Linked DNA regions of Mus musculus: region 1 is linked to region 2. The links are chromatin contacts, called in public HiCAR-type maps. All regions are on one chromosome and are shown on one strand. The core of a region is the stretch at or near the end of the contact, and the rest is flanking DNA. Distances in the headings are between cores, read along the strand shown.

Region 1 (4,552 bases), core at 2,000-4,499, 140 kb before region 2:
AAAAGCCTGAGAACTTGACCTGTAGCAGAACCCACACTGCACTCACATACCAGGAAGGACTCTGCAGCTTGTCCTTGGCCAGAGTTGCTCCAAAGCTACTTCCTAGCAATAGTCAAAGTTAGTTGAACAGTTAAAATTCGTCTGGTTGTTTCAGATGTACTCTCAGACTGTTTGTGATTGCATATGTGCTTCAGAGCATCCACCGGTCGACTTATAGCCATTCTATTAGATGCTTGTCAGACTGGACACCCCATCCCTCACCCCCTCACTTGCTCCTGCTTTCCCATTTAAAAAACTGGCTTGTTGAGGGCTCGAGGCTGCTCTGCCTTCTCTTCCTATCTTGCTATGTCAGGGTTGGGTTGGAGGAGAACCCAAGCCTGAGCTTGGTGGTGTTTTGAGGTTCATGAATGACACCTGGCACATCACTTCTAAATTCTTTCCTCCTCTCTACCCACCCAACCTTATGTTTTTTTTTTTTTTCTCAAAAAAAAAAAAAAAAACAAAAACAAAAACCCAAAACTCCAATACAACAATATCCTCCCAAATCAAAAGAACAAAATACTCCCCCCTGCAAGCCCCACCTTACTGTAACCAAATAAAACAATACACCAAAACAAAACAAAATAAAACAAAACTGTGGACTCCAATTATATGTTGGTCAACTATTCTTGAACATAAGGCCAGTCCTGGAGTGTGACATACCAGTGTCACTCTGTTGGAGAAAACTGATTTTCTTCCTTCCAGCAGATATAAATGACTGTTCAGTTGTTAACCTTTACCCTAGTGACCTGATATTCATCCATCCATCCATTCATTCATTCATTAAAAAAAAAAACAAAAAACTTAACAATAGCCTTGATGCATCTGATAGAGATCCTTAAGGATAAAGAGGAAATGAATAAATCCCCTAAAGAAATCTATGAAAACATAAACAATGGAAGGAAATAATAAATAAAACTATTCAAGACCTGAAAATAGAAATATAATCAGTAAAGAAAACCCAAACTGAGGGCAAACTGGAAATAAAAATATAGGAACTCAAAACAGGAACCACAGAGGCGTCACCAACACAATGTAAGCGGTAGAGAGAGAATTTCAGGCACTGGAGACCTGGTAAAAGAAAGATATAACTTGGTAAGAAAAGAAAAGTTAAATCTAAAAACTCTTGACACAAACATCCAGAAATTCAGGACACTATGAAAAGTTCAAGTCTAAGAATAATAGGAATAGGGCTGGAGAGATGGCTCAGTGGTTAAGAGCACTGACTGCTCTTCCAGAGGTCCTGAGTTCAAATCCCAGCAACCACATGGTGGCTCACAACCATCTGTGATGGAGTCTGATGTACTCTTCTAGTGTGTGTCTGAAGACAACTACAGTGTACTCATATAAATAAAAATAAATAAATCTTAAAAAAATAGAATAATAGGAATAGAGGAAGAAGCAAGAAGAAGAAACCCAGGTCAAAGACATAGAAAATATTTTCAACAAAATTGTAGAAAAAACTTGGTCCCTAACCAAAAGAAGGAGATGCCGATAAACGTACACAAATCTTACAGAATACCAAATAGACTGAACCAGAAGATTCACTTGTCTCTCCCCAGTGCGAGGATTAAAGGCATAATCCTTCGAAATAGTGTGTTGCAAATACAAATGTATGTGCCAAAGCGGGTCTGTTCTGTGAGTTCTGGTTTTGTTTTTTTCCTCCCAGACAAAGAATGCTATACAAATTTAAGTCCCTTCTTCAAAGTCATTCCAGAAGGCAATGCCAGGTAATACATGAAAGTTAATGGTAGCTGGGGCAATGGTGGTGCACGCCTTTAATCCCAGCACTTGGGTGGCAGAGGCAGGTGGATTTCTGAGTTCGAGGCCAGCCTGGTCTACAAAGTGAGTTCCAGGACAGCCAGGGCTAAATAAAGAAACCCTGCCTGTGCTCTTAACTCAGGAACTCTGTGTGAGGTCCTGCTCTGCCGGGACTGGATAACTTTCCTGCAGGATGAGAGAGGCTGGCTTCCCTTCACTCTGCTTGACATAATGGTCAGGTGGGTGGGGGATACTGGTTTAGAACAGCTGCATGGTGTGTTAGATAGCTCACTTTTCTTGCTGCTGTAACAAAATGCCTGAACCAAGCAGCTTAAGGAAGGAAGGATTTGTTTTGGTTCACAAGAGAATAGTGGGGAAGTGGTAGGAGCTAGAAGTGGCTGAGAGAGAGAGAGAGAGAGAGAGAGAGAGAGAGAGAGAGAGAGAGAGAGAGAGAGAGAGAGAGAGAGAGAGGAGAGGAGAGGAGGGGGGAGGAAGAGGGGAGGGAGGAGGAGGGGAGGGGAGGGGAGGTAGAAGGTGAGGGGGGGAGCGAGAGGGAGCGCTAGCTCAACCTATCCGGTAGCAGCTGCCACGTTCCATACTGAGCCTTCCCACCTCGGTTAACCCAGTCTGGAAACCCCCCCCCCCCGCCCCCATATGCCCCAAGGCTTTTTTCCTTAGTGATTCTAGATCTTGTCAACCTGACAAGGTTAACCTCCTGCGGAAGCAGAGGCTCTACTGCAATGTAGTCTTTGAACTGTCACCTGGAACTATACGGCAAGGAGCTTCAGGGAAGGAAGAACGCAGCTAGCTTGCCAGGACCGGGGTGCCTGGGGGGGGGGGGGGGTTCTGACACAATAAGAAACTGTCTATCATGTGTGTGAAATGGAATGGAGACTTCAGGTCATTTGACTTAATATGCAGAGCCGAGGGGCTTTTGTTCCTCTGTGGTACCACTGTGCACATGAAGGACACAGATGACCTCGGGTCAGGCTGTTTCCTTTGACATGGCCACAGCAAACTATAGAAAATCTAGTCTTAAAAAACGAAATTTTGCAAGAAAAAGCTTATACCAATGGATATTTACAATCCTTGGTAATGCTATTCAAACCATGTTCCTTGGATCCTTTGAATAAAACCTAGGCAGTCAGGTGATATTTAACAATAAAAACATCAACACTATTCTAAAGCCTTATATAAAAAGTGTTTGGGATGAAATAATTGATCTTTAGCCACGCATCTCCTGCAATCCTGAAAACAGCCACAAGGGGGCGTATTGCTCCTAGTGTTTACCAGCAGCCCACTTTTAGAACTAGGATGACCCCGCTTTCCCTCCCTCCTCCTTCCTCTCCCCCCCTTCTCTCTCCCCTCTCCCTTCCCTCCTTCTTCTGAAACATGGACTAACCCCCAGTGTTAGTATTCCTTCTCTGCGTCAGATTCCAGCCTACCAAGTGTATAGCCATAGGCTCACAAGATTCCTATGGGGCGGAGCCAGCTCCAGTATCACTGGCTAAAGGACGCTAGGGTGGCAGAAAATAACCAGATTCTGCAGGACAGGAAGCAGAAGACATGGCAGGTTATCCTGCATATTGGCTTGTCTAACAGCTTTTAAGGTGGCAAAATAAACAAAACAACCCCAAAAGACTCCCCCAAACCATAAAGCCCAAAGATCCAAAACAAACCAACCAACCAACAAACCACTCAACCATAGCCAACAGGCAGAAAAACAGAAAAATAAGAAGGTACGTTTGTCACAATACTATGTATTTAAGATACCAGGAAATTGTGTGTTCTTCCTAGGAAAAAGGGCTCTTCAAACACTGAATTATGCACATTTAATATCAATATCTAACAAAGTTTACAATAGTTTTGGCTTGTTGGCACATTATAATTGGATGTGTTCCAGAATTTCAGTGGCTCAGTAAGACTGTAATCCATAGAGCTTCAGCTAACAGAATGTCTGTTCACTTAGATGTGTGTGTGTGTGTGTGTGTGTGTGTGTGTGTGTGTGTGTGTGGTGTGGTGTGGTGTGTGTGTGTTATTTTAGGATAAGTATAAAGTCTTTAGTTTCCTGGGTAAACAGAAAGGGAATTGTTTTTTTGTTTTGGTTTTTTTTTTTGTTTTTTTGTTTTTGTTTTTTTTTTTTTTTGTGGGTGTTTTTGCTTTATTGTGTTTGAGATGCAGTCTCATTCTAACCCAACCTAGCTCGTAACTGTTAGTGTGGCCCAGGTTGGTCTTGAACTCATGATCCTCCTGCCTTAGTGGCCAAAGTGCTGGGCTTGCAGGCACTGACCTCCACTCCCCACTAAGAAAAATCTACCTGTCTGATGTCTTAACAACTGGATCCTGTAAATTATGCATGTGTGTATGCATTATGTTCTTAAAGCAATAAGAACCAAAGAAGAATATTAAGACACCAATAAAAAGTAGCCATTCATCTCGTGACTCACAAACCAACACACGGAGAGACACTGCCAACATAGGCACAGCAGGAGACTGCAGCCCTCAGCATCCCACAGGCACACTGAGTTTGGCAACCGCCCATGCATACGGATGCCTTTGTGGGAGGCCCGGGGAGCTCAGCAGAGAGGCTTCAATACCTCATTAGAGGAAGGGGGTGAGGGTTGGGAGGAACAAGCCTGTCAAGGAGAGTAGATGAGGCAGGTTCACTGTCTCATAGGCCGGTCCCCATCTGCAGAACTCAGTGACAAGAGCATCCTCCTGCGGTGACTTCTCTAAGGAGGGAAAACAAGAA
Region 2 (4,798 bases), core at 1,629-4,128:
TTTTGAGACAGCGTCTCATGTGGTCTCAAACTCGCCATTAGGTGAGGATGCCCTTGAACCTCTCTGATCCTCCTATCCCTACCTCTAGAGTGCTAGGATTATTGCTATGCACTACCAAACCTGGTTTTGTGGGGTGCTAGGGATAGAATCCAGGGCTTCAGAAGTGTTAGGGTAGCACTCTACCAACTGGGCTGTAGCCCCAGCTGACTGTATTTAAAATGGAAGACGTTAGGAGTCCGACAGTGAGAATCATGTTTCCTCTGGTGACATTTGAACTTACTTCGGAAGGGACCTCTATGAGCTGTGGTGGCTGGATAGGTTAGGTCCTGGTAATCTGTCCAAGATAGGATGTTGCTAAAGACGTGATTGACAGAGTAAAAGAAAATGTTGGGGAGAGTTCATATCAGGTGCTGATTTTTAAAAACGAAATGTTAGTTAAGTTCAGAAAAGGGGAAAACAAAATGCGGCATTGATCATCATATGACCACACTAGGGAAGAGAGAGAATGTGGCGAAAGTTTTAAGATGCCCTGCCTGTGCTTGGTTTAATTCTGCTTGTCGGAGAGACACACTTGGAGGGCCAATTTTCTATGCTAAAATAAGCAGGCAGTTATTGCCCCTGGACCTCTGAGTGCGGACTCTCCGAGTTACATAACTCTGATTGGCATGTAATAAAAGTGAATTTCTCCCTGCCCTTAGGGAAGCCATCAGCCGTGTCTGCGAAGCTGTGCCAGGTGCCAAAGGAGCCCTCAAGAAGAGAAAGGTACGGTCACCCTCACTGTCACGTCTGTGACCTCCTGCGTGTGTCTCAGGGCCATCCTCCGTGTCTCCACCCACATAACTGTCCACTGTGTTCTTACATGACCTGGGGCATTTTTGTCATTCCTTAAGGTAAACCACCCAACGAAAGCTAAGACACTGTCTCTCTGTGTGTCTCTCTCAAGGTTGTAGATACCCACAGTGGCTTAAACCCTGGAGACAATGATAACAATGAACACCTGGCTAAGCATCCCCGAATCCCATTACATACATGAGTTCATGTACCCCTAACCACTCATGGGCCTGCCACCTAAGTGGTAAATGCTAGCAAATGTTTAACAACTGGATCCTGGAGTTGTGAGAGGGAGGCAGGACACTGAGTTCGTAACAATGCCAACTACTATAGTGTAAATATTTTCCCGTGGCTGACTCAAGCTTTCAATGCAAGGTCCCTGGAAAGACCCATATAGCTATTACTGTGTTGTATTTTGCCCAAGCACAGCAGATGGGGCCCGAAGAGCACAGGTTTACACAGCGTGAAACCAGGTAGCCAGTATTTGCTGTTTTAGATGCCATTTAATGCAGTTGTGACTTTGTATAAACTAACTTTCAATAATAGTTGTGCTTAGTGGTCAGCTCATAGCATTTCTAAAGATGGGACGCTTAGCTTTCCTGAGCCGGCTCAGCTGCGTCACTGGAAGTCCCCATGCTGTAGATGATGGAACTTGAGGCTCTGGGCTGAGAAGCCACGACGTGGATAGGAGCTGGGGCTACGGTCAAGCCAGATCACCTGCTCCAGAGGCAGATGTTCAGCTATACTTCTAGAATGTTCCATCCTGAATATGGCTGGATTAGGAGGGGAAAATATCTGGGGGTTGGGGAGAAAACTCAGCTGGTAAAGCGCTTGTTGCATAATGTGAGTTTGGATCCCCAGTTATCCATGTGAAATGCCTGACTTGGCAGCACATGCCTGCAGTCCCTGTGCTAGAGAAACAGAGGCAGGCTGGTCCTGGGGCTCACTGGTCAGTCAGGGTTGCAGAATTGGTATACTTCAGGTTCCATGACTCTGTCTCCAAGTATGAGGTAGAGAGTTTTAGAGGAAGACACCTAATGACCTTTAGTCTCACGTGCTTGCACACATCTGCACCTGTACTCTCTCTCTTACACACACACACACACACACACACACACACACACACACTCACTCACTCTATCTCTATCTCTCTCTCTATCTCTCTCTCTATCTCTATCTCTCTCTATCTCTATCTATATATATCACTACAAAAAAGAAGAAGAAAACATTGAATTAAGCTGTCTCTCTCATTAAGTATCTAAGAAAGAAATAGTTCAGCAGCCACAATCATAACTTTTACCCACCTAGAAGGGATTTGTGGGGAAGCCTACCACATAGAGCCTTATATCTGCCCCAGTCTGAGCTTTCAGATTCCAGATAGCTTTGTCTCCAAGTCACTTCTGTCTTTAGAACTGGGAACATTCATGAACCTATAGGGCAACTGGGCCTAGGGCACAGAACTTGGCAGCTGATGTTATGTGATGGTCAGTCCCTGGGAACCAAGCAAAGCTCTAGAATCTTGAATACAGAAAGCAAGGTGCCCCCCTGGAAACAGCAAGGAAGACCACCATCTCTAAGAGGAAGTGTTCCTAACAAGTCTTGTGGTTCCCTTGCATTTCTCTTGGTGGGAAGAGATGGAGGTAAAGGCTGCTTTCCAGACTGTACCCCAGATGCACTTGACCCGACTCTTGCACAGGGGAGATGAGTTCTCTAAAAGGCTCTTTTGAAGCATCAAGTAAAAAGAAAAAGAAGAAAATAAATTGGCAGGGATACTAAAGGAAATAGCATCTATCTGGGAGCAAAGAGCTGAGGTTTGGGTCGGCCAAACCATGGCAACCCGGAGGTAAGTTCAGCAGGATGTATTCTTTTGAAGTAGAAGCTTTCCATTAAACTTTGTCTTTTGAGACAGGTCATTGGCTGGGCAGGCACCCTAAACTGCAAATCCATTCTGATTGGTTCATTAACTAGGCTACTCCCCACTGAGTGGTTGGTATACCAGGCCAGCGGGTCTGCGTCTGGCCTCTTATCTGAGTCACAGGAACATCCTGTGGTCTGAGCTTCTGCAGAGGGATGCGACCTTCTGTTTCCCAGCTCCACTTTAGACAGCCTCAGCTGCTGCACTGTTTCTCCTACTGGATTAAAGAACTGTGCGTCTGATTAGGAACTCTTTGGCATAGTGATCAGAGGACGTTCTAGCCAAACGGAAAGCGTGGGTTGGCCCTGGAGGACACAGGAAAGGCTTTAGCATGTGCCTAGGGATCCAGGAGAAGGTGACTGGCTGGACACTGGAGCTCTCTGATACTCCCATAAGGACTTTCTGACATGTGATGGAGACACCAAGCCTGCCTGCGTGGTTTCTGGAGGTTTACATCAAAGGGATCTGTGAGACGCCAGCATTATAGTCAAGGCAGCCAGGAAGACAAGGAGTTCTCCCCCAGAGTTTACATCTTAGATCTTTTACAGTTTTATAACTCATATTCCTGAATGTGCATAGACTGAGAGTCTGGGGCTGGGGTATACTGGCATCTCAGCCTTTGCCCTTTCAGACACAGAGTCTGCATCAAAAGCTAATCTCTCCCCCTTGGATTTCACAGCCGCCGAGTAAGATGCTGTCCAGCATCCTGGGGAAGAGCAACCTCCAGTTCGCAGGGATGAGCATCTCCCTGACCATCTCCACCGCCAGCCTGAATCTGCGCACTCCTGACTCCAAACAGGTGTGTGGCTGCCCAAGGTAGACATCCCAGGGCCTTCCGGCTCAGAGCTGACTGAGTAGCCCATGCGGAACCTGCTTGGCCGAACCTTGAACTTGAGCCAACTTGACAGTGTGCCCACTGATGAATGAGTGGTTCTCTGGAATTCTGCTCTAAATGGTGGCTGTTGGTGTGCTTGTAACCAAGAAACGGTGATGTGGTTGCAAACGTCCTGGCATCTGCCCTTGTTTTATAGCCATGCGTTATTGGTTTTATGGGCCACATTTTAATCTTATCCTGCTTGAGGTAGACAGCATGCTGTGGTTTAATAGGCAGGAGTTTTCTTCCTCTTAGCATCTTAGGTTGGAGTCTCTTATAGTCCCTCCTGTCTCAGGGTTGATGGGCTGGCATACTTGCAGTGTAGACAGGTGGAGACCCAGGCTACACAACCACACTTATAAAGGCAAATTTCAGGTAGGGTGGCTGTGTTTCTGTGTGATATCTATCTATCTATCTATCTATCTATCTATCTATCTATCTATCTATCTATCTATCTATCTATCTATCTATCTATTTCTGTGTGATGACTGTGTTTTAGGCCTATCTATATATCTTCTATCTATCTATCTATCTATCTATCTATCTATCTATCTATCTATCTATCTATCTATCTATCTATCTATTTCTGTGTGATGACTGTGTTTTAGGCCTATCTATATATCTTCTATCTATCTATCTATCTATCTATCTATCTATCTATCTATCTATCTATCTATCTATCTATTTCTGTGTGATGACTGTGTTTTAGGCCTATCTATATATCTACCACCTATCTCTCTCTCTATCTCTATCTATCTATCTATCTATCTATCTATCTATCTATCTATCTATCTATCTATCTATCTATTTCTGTGTGATGACTGTGTTTTAGGCCTCTCTATATATCTACCATCTATCTATCTATCTATCTATCTATCTATCTATCTACCTACCTACCTACCTACCTACCTACCTATCTACCTACCTACCTACCTACCAAAAAAAACCCAAGATGTAGAGACCAATTAGATCTAATGTAGAACCGAATCGGGGCTCTTTTGAGACATAACTGACCACATCTCCTCATGCTACCTCTTTGTCTTCCAGAGTGCCACAGATTACCCTTTTCTATCAGTTTTCTAAGGGTTGGACTAACCAGTTCTCGAGGCTGTGGATTTGAGATATCTAGTCAGCCTAGCCTTGCACTGGCTGTCTTAAGTTGAACCCCAGCTGTTCAT

The links. HiCAR-type assays count read pairs that join an accessible place to other places.
Region 1: a contact with region 2 is called in a HiCAR-type map of PVALB interneurons, with 4 times the contacts expected there. The contact joins two enhancer-like sites. A contact is called at or near these places in 1 of 15 datasets of contacts at CTCF or cohesin (CD8 T cells), 2 of 484 Hi-C or Micro-C datasets (nephron progenitors and uterus) and 4 of 115 datasets of contacts at active chromatin or transcription factors (CD8 T cells, PVALB interneurons and embryonic stem cells).

The regions. Positions count from the first base shown.
Region 1 is chr13:51,616,653-51,621,204 of GRCm38.p6, reverse strand. No RefSeq gene overlaps it. Among named protein-coding and RNA genes, the nearest start is that of Gm52049, 20 kb to the left of the region's middle. Within about 2 kb of position 3,249, at least 60 of the 459 cell types and tissues checked have an H3K27ac peak or open chromatin away from gene starts, as enhancers often do. A contact at or near this core is called in PVALB interneurons, where this site is marked.
Region 2 is chr13:51,478,846-51,483,643 of GRCm38.p6, reverse strand. Shc3 (src homology 2 domain-containing transforming protein C3) reads left to right here. Exons shown (of 12, transcript NM_009167.5): 3 at 699-762; 4 at 3,426-3,545. Among named protein-coding and RNA genes, the nearest start is that of Gm32834, 63 kb to the right of the region's middle. Within about 2 kb of position 2,878, at least 13 of the 459 cell types and tissues checked have an H3K27ac peak or open chromatin away from gene starts, as enhancers often do. A contact at or near this core is called in PVALB interneurons, where this site is marked.